Regions from separate parts of the Mus musculus genome. Here all the other regions are linked to region 2. A link is a contact called in public HiChIP or PLAC-seq data. All regions are on one chromosome and are shown on one strand. Each heading gives the region's core, a stretch centred on a gene start, on an enhancer-like site or on the middle of the called end of the contact. The rest is flanking DNA. Distances are from core to core; before and after follow the strand shown. Region 1 overlaps Gm32184 (a long non-coding RNA gene). Region 2 has its middle 11 kb from the start of Mir5124a. Region 3 overlaps Gm32184 (a long non-coding RNA gene).

Region 1 (3,278 bases), core at 375-2,874, 700 kb before region 2:
GTGGATACAATGCGAACAGCTACCTCACAGGCCTGCTGCCATGCCTCCTGCCACTGTGATAGGCTTTATTTTCAAACTGTGAGGGGGGGGGGGGGCACAGCCTCTCTTTCCCAAATTGCTTTTGTGTCAGGGAGGGATGGGAGGAAACAGATCCAGGATGCAGGCAGAGCAAGGTTTACAGGTAAATTCAGTGGAGATGTGGGCAGGGAAAAGCCAGGAGGCGCCATCGTTTCCACTTAGGAGATCCAGAAAAGCTCTGGACCACGAAGAACATTCAAACATCTTGTTTTAGAAGTGACAGGCAAGCAAGGTGACCCATACGGTTAGCTTGGTTTTTCAGAGTCTCTGAGGATGAGTTTCCTAAGTTCCCTCCCCATGACTGTGGAAATCATCTACTCTGATGAACACCTAGAAACAGTGCTTTTACCATGTCTACTAAGTAGCCTAGTTTAGTTGGAACATGCGATCCTCTGGATTGAGTGCCTGATCCAGTACTCTGGAACACACCCAGCTGTGTCTACATAGTCACAACAGCTTTCATTCTATCTCAGAAAAGGCTCCCTGTCTTACTCGCGAGCACAGCACGAGGACTCCCGAGGAGCCATATACCTCCTAAAAATGAAACTCTTTTTCCAAGGTTGAATGTGAGATGAAAGAATTAAACCAACAAACACACACACAAACAAAACAACAAAACAATGGCTAATTTGAGGAAGAAACTCTAGCAGGTTTCTTAAGAGTCCCAATTGGATTCACTTTTGTATATTTTAGTATTTTTTTCTTTTCTTAGTTTTTGTTTTGTTTTGTTTTTTTGAGAGTTGTACCCTTCCTTGATCACTCAGCTCTGTGTCCATCCTTCGCCTTCCTTTGGGAACCAGCTCGTTCCAGTTCCGTCTTGACTGCCTTTGCCACCCTTAGGCTCTGTTCTACCACGTGAATTCTGAAGAGGAAGAGGAGAAAGGGGAGAGGAGAAGGGGGGAGAAGGAAGTAGAGGAGGAGGAGGAGGAGGAGGAGGAAAGAGGAAGAGGAAGAAGCCACCATGTCACTCCATAAGCCATTGGTTCCACAGTCTTAGGGATTCTCCTGTGACCGTCCAGCCTGTGTTTCCTGACTTCCCCCATCCCTGCATCGACCACCTTCTTAAAGGGGTTTCTCCTTTTCTGTCTGCTCTTGAGTTCTCCCCACTTACTGGAAACATCAGGGGCCTTTATTTTACCCCAGACTTCTTGCCTATACCCCAGTCTCCTCTTATCCCCTGCACTTCTCTAACTCAATACCTTAGCTTTGATCACGCTGGAAGAAAAAGAAGCAGGCCGTCATTTTCTTCCTCTACAGTGCAGTTACTTCCTGCAAAATTACCTCTGAGTCCTCCAATCATTTTCACCACCATGTTATACAACGAGACCTCCACTTCTCTGTCTCTGTCTCTCTCGCTCTCTCTTGCTCTCTGTCACTGTCTGTCTCTGTCTCTCTCCCACTCCCTTTCTTCTCTTCATTTTTAGAGAAAGGGTCTACCTGTGTAGCTTAGGCTGGCCCCATCTCACAATCTTTCCTTGGCCTCCCCGTGCTGAGATTACGTGTACAGCTCTCGGAGCTACCTTGCCTGTCGGGCCCTTACACAGCTTGCTGATGAGCCGACTGTCTTCCAGTTTCTTTTTATGATGCTCCCCCCTCTCATGCTGTTTCATAATCTCTATTGTTTAAAACATCACTTCCTTGTTTAAAAACTGTTCACAATTTTCCACTGACTGCACCGAAATCCTCATTTCTTACATACCATTTGGCGATTTGTAATTGGCCCTGCGTCTATTTTTCCCACCGCATTTCTCTCTGACACCATCCCCGCACACCCACAGAGATGACCACATGCAATTCCTGAAGGCTGCCCAGCTTCTCTGAGCACGCGCACACATGTGTGTGAGGATTCCCTCAGAAGTTAGGAGAGGGAGTCAGACCCCCTGGAGCTGCAAACACAGTTAGGAGCCTGTGGATGTTGACCAAACTCAGGTCCTCTGTGGGAGCGGCAAACATTCCAACCGCTGAACTAACCTAGCCTCTTAACTGAACTTTAATGATTTAATAAGTGTCCAGGATCCTGCCACCCATTTAAGAGTCAGGACGTTGGAGTGAGGTTGTTATTTATGTGACTCTTAAACATCACACTTACTGTTTATACTGGATGGAGATAACCACATTTAAAAAGTTATTGTTTATGGGTGTCTTTGGTCTTTGTTTTTGTTCTAAGCCAGGGATGGTGGTGGTGCATGCCTGTTATACTTGCTATTTTTCTGTAGTGAAAATAAAATAACCAGATGGAAAGCAATTTAGTGAAGAAGTGACTGGCTGATTTGGGCCCATTGGCTGACTACCCCTTTGGAAGTGCTCTAGGGACCTGACTGACTTTCTGTGACTCTGCGTTAGCTCTCTGACTCTCTCTGCACTCTGTGTGCTGTGGAGGGGTCTCCAGTCTCTCACACCCCTTTACTATAGTCTACCCGGAGCTGGGTTGTCGATCTTTCTCCTACACTCTTTACCCAAGCCTGAGTTTTCGGCTCTGCCGTCTTCTAGACCATCTCTGCCACTCTTCAGTGAGTTCTAGTCTCACTCCACCCCATAGCTTTCATTCGATAGTGAACGGGAGTGAATGGAGTCACAGAGCCAGGTACAGCAGTGATGTGAGAAGAGGAATGAAACGCATCAGAAATATTTGCTGCTGTCGTTTCATATCCTGACTGGGAAGGCAGACCTGTACTTCAGTGAAATCACATGGCAATTGCTGTGTGTGTGTGACTGTAGGAGTGTGTATGTATGCATGAGAGAGAGAGGGACAGAGAGAGAGAGAGAGAGAGAGAGAGAGAGAGAGAGAGAGAGAGAGGATTTCATGAGTGTGAGAGAAATTATTAGACTGACTTATATGATCAGAGCTGAGTATTCTTATAGCCCATGTCGACAGGCTGAAGAGCCAGGGGAATTAAGTACTCACTCATTTCAAGAAGCTGGAAACCCAAGCAAGAGGAGCAAAGATGCAAGCTCAGCTCAAACCAAAGCAAAAATCCTGGAAGCCCGGAGAGCTGTCGGTCTGAGGCCACACCCCAAAGCTGGAAATTGACAAGACAGTGGAGGCAGGGACATGAGGAAGTTGAGAGAGCCTAACCCAAGTGAGTGTGTTATATGAAAATACACGAGAAAACCTTCTATTTTCTTTTAATGAACCTTGTATTTGCTGTCAGCAGGCAACAGCAGCAACGAAACTGTTCTCACTTAAGAAGGTTTGTGCA
Region 2 (3,528 bases), core at 690-3,189:
CCTTAGCACACACCTTTAGTCTAAGAGCTCTCTCTTGAATACTGTAAACAGGATTAAATAAAGTCAGTCATAGAGGCAGAGCAATTGAGAGGAAGTGAACATAAGATTACTGAGAAAAAAACCGTAGAGAGTAAGGGAAAGTCAGGAGGATGGATAGAGAGACAAACAGGAAGTAGGAGAGAGGGACACCCTGACTTTTTTGAGACAGCGTGAGATAGAGCATGGCTTCTGGGGCATTGGTTGAGGAGGAAAGTCAGCTGGGTTTGGTCTCCGCCTCTCTGAGCTGGCAGGTGTTCACCCCAGCATCAGGCTCCCGAGCTTCATTGGTAAATCCAAAGATTGATATTTTGTCAAAAACATCAGTAGAGCCGGGCATGGTGGTGCACGCCTTTAATCCTAGCACTTGGGAGGCAGACACAGGCAGATTTCTGAGTTCGAGGCCAGCCTGGTCTACAGAGTGAGTTCCAGGACAGCCAGGGCTACACAGAGAAACCCTGTCTCGAAAAACCAAAAAAAAAAAAAAAAAAAATCAGTAGAACCTTGTGCCTCACCTGAAATGCCACAAGGATCCTTCTAGAAATGCCTGTGGTTATTTACAGTATTGTTTTGGGTAACACTAGTCGTTTTAAGAAGAATAAGTATGGGTCTGGGGAGAAGATGGCTCAACAGGAAAGGCATGTGTCAACAACACCTGAGTTCCGTTCCTGGGACCCACATGAGAGAAGGAGAGAAGTTACCCATAGATTGTCCTTTGACCTCCATATACACATAGAAGTACATACAATATACATGTGTACACACACACACAATACACACACCACCCATAAATAATAAAAAAATGAGCATTATTATATATGATTTATTTCTACTTAGTGTGCAGAAGTATCTTACCCGCATTTATGTATGTGTACCATGAGCACTCCTGGGGCTGGAGATCGTCACAAGAGGCTGTTGGATTCCCTGAAACTGGAGTTACAAATCGCTGTGAACTACCCTGTGGGTGGAAGCAACTGAACCCTAGTCCTCTGTGAGCATAGCAAGTGCTCTTTGCCATCTCTGAAGGCTCTTTCTTTCTGGAGCCTCTTCACTGCCCCAGAGGTAACCATTCTATATCCTGAATTCTATGTTTGCCCAATAGGAGGGCGATGAGCGACCCAAGGGGGAAAGAGAAAGCTCAACCCAGGTTGGCCATTAGCTCAAAGTTGATGCCCAGCGTTCCAAATCCAGGAGGTGACCAGATTAAAAAAAAAAAAAAAAATCAGGAACCAGGATAGATCTGCTGGTTATTCAATAATTCTCAGAGCATGTATTTGTTTCAGAGGTCAATGGAACATATCGCTGCTACCTTAGGGCATACTCTCCCTGAAGGACTTTAACCAGTTTCTGTTACATCAAGTTAACGCTCCTGAGGACTGAATTTACGCCAGTGCCTGTGAAAAGGGACTACTTCAGTCTCACCTGTACCACCATGAAATGTGGATTTCCCACAACTCATTTTATCATGACATCACCTCTGGGCCCAAATTAGAAACCAAATAAGCTGGTGGAACTTTTTGAATCTAGGAATGCCTGGTAAAAGCCTGCATCAAACTCATTTTTTAAATATGAAGTTCACAGGCATCTTCCTGCGTTCATTTCCTGCTCTCCATCCCCCTGCCTTAAAAAAAAAAAAAACAAAAAAAAACCTACCACCACCAACCCCCCCCCCCCCCAAAAAAAAAAAAAAACCCTTACAGTTTTAATTTTTTACTATTGTTGAATTCGGAGCCCTGTCTCACTCTCCCGAATGTTTGCAGTCACAGGAAACAGCCTGAAGCACCAGGGGTTTAAAATAGCCAGGGAGCCTGGTTAAAAAGTTCCCTGGATTGGGTGAAGGGAGGAGGCTCTTCCCAAGCTCGGAGCCTCTAAGAGTCACGTGTTCTCCTGTTCTTAGCTCCCGCGGGGTGTAATTTGAGAAGACAGGTTCCTCCCAACCCCTCTATCTCGGTCTGGTGAGGACTCCCCTAAACAGCCTCTGGATGTGGGTTTCCTTTCGTAGCTAGTCACCCATGAGTCTTAAGGAATTTTTTTTCCCTTTCGATCCTGGGGCTACTGGAAGACTGGCGGCAAGGCAGCTATCACACCCTGCTCATGGCTGCTCCGTGGTGTCCAAGCTAATTTTAGACCTTGAAGAGAAGTCACCGGGAAGAATGATGGGTAGAAAATGATCAGGTTCTAGGGTTTAATTTAAAATGGCGGGAAACAGGGCAGTAGGGAAGGAGAAATGAAGCGGGTCTTGTCAAGTTCAGACAAGATAGGTAACTGAGGTGGAACAAGGTTGGAGCTGGGGCTGAAAGATCCGGAGCCCTTCTGTGTTGATGTGTCCGGCCATCGCAGGCTTTGTGGGCTAAGTGCTTAGCGAGGAGGTGAGCCCCAGACCACAGGAGTTTTGACAGCCCCGCTTTGTTGCAGAAAATCAACAGGTTCGAGTGTATTTATAGTTTTAGGTTGGATGCTGTTGTAGTTTGTTTTCTGTTGTTGTTTATAAAAGTCATGATCAAAAAGCAACTTGGGGAGGAGAGCGTTTATTTCATCTTAGTTTACAGTCCATCATGAAGTAAAAAAGAGACAGGAACTCCAGTAGGAACCTGGAGACCGGAAATGACGTACAGAATATGGGGGAATAATCATTAGTGCCTTGCTCCTGGGCTCCTGTTTAGCAATATTTCCTGTACAGCTCAGGCCCACTTGCCTAGGAATAGTACTACCCACAGTATTTTGGATCGTCCTACATCATTACCAATCAAGAAACTGCTCCCAGACATGCCCACCAGCCAGTCTGAGACACCCAGTTCTTTAACTGAGGTTTCTCTGTTCTAGATATTTCAAGTTGAGAACCAAGACTAGCCATCACACGTATTTTGTAAGGGTGGATATATTTTTACATGTTGGGTATATCTTAGACACTGGTATTAGTATGGGGTCTATTCCTGATCAATTTCACAATCTGATTTTGAAGTTAAGGAAACAAAAACCACAGCTTCTGTGGGTAGAGTTCTATATTAGGTTGAGCCTGCATTAAGAAGAGTGCCAAGGAGTATCACCTCCCTGTAGATTAGAGGTCAAAGAAACAAGGTCCATCCTGCTGCAGGGTAGCCAAGCCCAGGAACGCCAGTCTCCCTGTGTCTTACAGACCAGTCTGCAATGAGCCAGTTGGTGCTTTGTTCTCTGTTTGGCTAAGGTGTTATCAATTGAGGAAAGAGGGTCGACTAAGTTTCAACAAAGGCACAGGGGTCATCTCAGCCCTTGGGAGACAGACACTGGAGGATTAAGTAAGTGTCTGAGGCTGCTATGAGCTACATAATGAGAGTTTTTCTCCGAAGTAAATGAAAAGAAAAAAAAAGAGAAAGAAAGAAAGAAAGAAAGAAAGAAAGAAAGAAGGAAAGAAAGAAAGGAAGGAAAAAAGGAAGAAAGGAAGGAAGGAAGGAAGGACATGTTAATTTGCTTACTTGATCTTTAAAATAACAAGGAAAGTCCTCACACACTTGT
Region 3 (3,510 bases), core at 203-2,702, 730 kb before region 2:
CTGAAAGTCGCTGAAGGAAGTCCCCAGACTCAGATAGTATGCAAAAACAGAGAACATTTATTCTGCAGAAACCAGCATGCAGGGGTCAACTGTTCTTGGAAATGGCGAGCCCAGACAAAGGCAAGCAGGCCTTCTTAAAGGGAATTAGGGAAATTTTCTAGAAGGATTAGGTAATCTAAACTTTCATTAGTGGGTGCTAGGGGGTCACAGATAGTCAGTGGTCTGCATTCCTATGTCGTGAATATTTAACCATGGGGTGAGATAGGGCTGCCCAGCACAGATTCTGAGATAAGATATTCTCCCATTCGTGTGGTTAGCAGCAAGCTCTTCCTTGGGAGGGGGTTTTATGACCTTGTTCCTGGATTTTATGGTCTGTTCCCTTATGGCCTAGTTCCTGGGACTTATGATCTGTTCCTGGAGCTGGCGCCTTATGGTCTTCTTTTCAAATTCAGGCCTGGTCCTTAAAGGGAAACAAATGGAGTTTATGTTGTCCTTTCAGTTTTTTATTTGGGGAAGGGAGTTTGAGACAGGGGTTCTGTAGGTAGCTTTGGCTGGATCACTGTGCACACCAGGGTACCTCAAACTCTCAGAGATCTGCCTGCCTCTGCCTCCTGAGTGCTGGGATTAAAAGCCTGTGGCACCAGACCACCCTTCTGCTCTCTCTCTCTCTCTCTCTCTCTCTAAAGATCAGTGCTTAAATGTATATCACATGTATATTAAGATATCTTTACTAAATTCCAACTCAGCACCATAAACTGGCCTGTCCTCTGAAGTTGTTTTCTTCATTGAAGTGATGAATCTTGGTTTAGCACAAGTAGAGGTCCCAAAACATGTTAGGGTAACTCCTTGATCTGCTGCGGGTGATGCTGGGCTTCCTGACAACGTCCCCACAAATGCTGACAATTTTCTTTTGTGGTTTTGATTCCACTGTTAAGATGTTTCTATTTGTTCATTCATTGTAAGTGTTCCTTTGAGTCCGCACACTGGTTATAATAGCACTTTATATCCTTAAATGTTAATTCCTGTGTCTGTGTCTTCATCCTATCACACTTGCCTTTTAAGACAAATTGTGTTTAGTGACATTTTCCTGTGTCTCTCTAAGTCTAGAAATGCGGAGTCCTTTGGACTGTAGTGTGAATTATCATTTGGATCAGTTGGCGCATAGTGTGACTGATTTTTAGGACTGGTTTCTGTTCAGTCAATCTGTGTGTGTTGATTTTTTGTTTTTACTCTTTGAAGCAGGGTTTTGTGTATCACAGGTGAGCTCAAACTCACTATATAGCTAAGGAGGGATCCTGAACTTCCAGTTTTTCTGCCTCTACCTATTGATTGCTGGGACTACAGGCCTGTATGGTATACCATCGACATTTATGTGGTATGGCATGAACCCAGGCCTTCACACACACTAGGCCATCACTCTACTAACTGGGCTAAATCCCCAGCCCTGTTTTTGACGTAAGGCAAGCAATTAGTTTCACTTTCATTTGATCACCGGCTATGTTTTTCCTGAAATGGGACAGCTTGAAACTCTGTTTAGTTCTTGCAGACTTAGCTGGCCTGTCCGACGTCCTCTCTATGCACAGATAGTAACAGAATGAACCCAGTCTGGGCCAGGCTAATCTACAGGACACCCTGCCCATGTGGTGGCCAGGGCTTCTTCCTGCCCAGACTTTCTCTTCTCCTTCTCCAGTTACCATGGTTTCCCAAATCCTGTTCCATAGCCAAGTCAGTAAGACTGGATTTCTTTTAGAATTTTACCCACTGTGACTAAGGCCCACCCGCAGACAAATATTTGTGTCAAAAAAGGAATCATCCTGCACCATTTCCTTCTTTCAAGTATAAATGTATTTCCAGCTTCTTTCAAACCTGTTGGTGTCTTCAGATTCTTGTAACTTCTATTTTGTGTTGAGATTATAGTCACCATCTGGCAATGGGCTGACCTGATAAAAGCGACTTCTTAATTACTGGAAACTAACTCGAAGTAACATTTTATTTACCAAGAAGTTAGTACTTTATTAATTTTTCTCACTAACTAAATGTAGTAGGCACCTGGTATTTATACTACATAAAATAATTTTCTCTACCCCCAAAATATTTATTAATTTATTTATTAATCACTCACTTCTGAGCATATTCCATGTCATAAGCACTGGTTGCATAAAAGTAGGTGAATTTCAGCCTTCTCTGACTCAGAGTCTAACGATGTACTGTATGTTACCAGTAATTGCCAGCTCGCACTTGGTGAATTATAGGTCCAAGGATATATATGGTTTCTGCTGCTACTGTTTTTATTTAAAGACAAGCCAAACAGCTCTAGACATGACTTCAAAGCGACTGCAGAATCAAATGTCAGTACATGCAGCCCCTCCCTTTTCCAAGAGAGTCAATGGCTCCAAAGAAATGGATCTGGCAACAAGCTTGACTACCTGCACATTTAGACAACTGAAAATAGTAAATCGCAGCTGTCAGGATATCAACCGTGAACTTCAGAAACGTTTCTGCCTAATAACATCTGGACAGGCAGCCTATATTTCCTTTTAAATAGCTTTAGAACTGAAGGCCTTAATATATAAAGTGAAAATGATTTAGTAACTCTCTCTGTCCTCCACCCAGTTCCGCAGTGATAAAAGAAGCCCACGTCTCTGTAAACAGTCACAGGAACATAATGATTTATTAGCATTCCAATTTCTGCCTTCTGTTTCTTTTCATGTCTTGACAATTCATGTCATAACTCCCTTAGTTGGCAGACGTAATGAGCAGATCTTTAAACCTGACACACTCCCTTATTTAAAAGCTACAAGCTATTTGTTCTGATGGAATTTTTATGACATACATTTACTGATACTTCAGTACATTCTAGGTCAGCGGTTCTCAACCTGTGAGTCAAAATCACTTTGGGGTGGGGGGGGGAACACATATCAGATATTCTGTGTATCAGATATTTAGATTATGATTTGTAATAATAGCAAAATTGAAATTATGAAGTAACAACAAAACAACTTCATGTTGGGGTCACCCCAACACGAGGAACTGTATTAAATGGTCAAAGCATTAGAAAACTTGAGAACCACTGTTCTAGATATTGGTTCAAAAGGGAACCTCAAAGTTGAAAAGATAGAGTCCCTTTCTCTAATGAATTGTATTTTAGTTAATATATTCTATAGAGAAATAATTGTAATTATTGTCTATTAACTGGATGTCAAAGGTACAAATGGAGATTATCCTAGACTTTCTTCCAAGGAGGTTAAATTTAGTATGCTATTAGAAACATACAAAAATTAAAAGGTCATTCAATTAAACACTTATGATTCAAGAATTTCAAGGCATGTAATTTTTGCCTTAGAAAGTATCAAGAAAAACTGAGCTAGATAGTGAGTTTGTTTTCCCTGCCATATAAGCCCAAGACATGTTTTTATGAATCCTAGACATTTATGTAAACACACACACACACACACACACAGAGAGAGAGAGAGAGAGAGAGAGAGAGAGAGAGAGAGAGAGAGAGAGAGA

The links. HiChIP or PLAC-seq counts read pairs in DNA pulled down with a chosen protein or histone mark.
Region 1: a contact with region 2 is called in an H3K4me3 HiChIP or PLAC-seq map of bone marrow-derived macrophages, with 6 times the contacts expected there. The contact joins two enhancer-like sites. A contact is called at or near these places in 1 of 39 promoter capture datasets (cranial neural crest), 4 of 484 Hi-C or Micro-C datasets (the G1E-ER4 cell line, cerebellum and embryonic stem cells) and 2 of 115 datasets of contacts at active chromatin or transcription factors (bone marrow-derived macrophages and embryonic stem cells).
Region 3: a contact with region 2 is called in an H3K4me3 HiChIP or PLAC-seq map of bone marrow-derived macrophages, with 5 times the contacts expected there. The contact joins two enhancer-like sites. A contact is called at or near these places in 3 of 39 promoter capture datasets (the HPC-7 cell line, cranial neural crest and maxillary cranial neural crest), 2 of 15 datasets of contacts at CTCF or cohesin (embryonic stem cells and stem cell-derived epiblast-like cells), 23 of 484 Hi-C or Micro-C datasets (B cells, the Ba/F3 cell line, the G1E-ER4 cell line and 11 more) and 5 of 115 datasets of contacts at active chromatin or transcription factors (astrocytes, bone marrow-derived macrophages, embryonic basal ganglia and 2 more).

The regions. Positions count from the first base shown.
Region 1 is chr13:41,550,522-41,553,799 of GRCm38.p6, reverse strand. The region is part of intron 2 of Gm32184 (a long non-coding RNA gene); the gene reads left to right. Among named protein-coding and RNA genes, the nearest start is that of Tmem170b, 54 kb to the left of the region's middle. Within about 2 kb of position 1,624, at least 33 of the 459 cell types and tissues checked have an H3K27ac peak or open chromatin away from gene starts, as enhancers often do. A contact at or near this core is called in bone marrow-derived macrophages, where this site is marked.
Region 2 is chr13:40,853,187-40,856,714 of GRCm38.p6, reverse strand. No RefSeq gene overlaps it. Among named protein-coding and RNA genes, the nearest start is that of Mir5124a, 11 kb to the left of the region's middle. Within about 2 kb of position 1,939, at least 154 of the 459 cell types and tissues checked have an H3K27ac peak or open chromatin away from gene starts, as enhancers often do. A contact at or near this core is called in the G1E-ER4 cell line and bone marrow-derived macrophages, where this site is marked.
Region 3 is chr13:41,581,878-41,585,387 of GRCm38.p6, reverse strand. The region is part of intron 1 of Gm32184 (a long non-coding RNA gene); the gene reads left to right. Among named protein-coding and RNA genes, the nearest start is that of Tmem170b, 22 kb to the left of the region's middle. Within about 2 kb of position 1,452, at least 99 of the 459 cell types and tissues checked have an H3K27ac peak or open chromatin away from gene starts, as enhancers often do. A contact at or near this core is called in the G1E-ER4 cell line and bone marrow-derived macrophages, where this site is marked.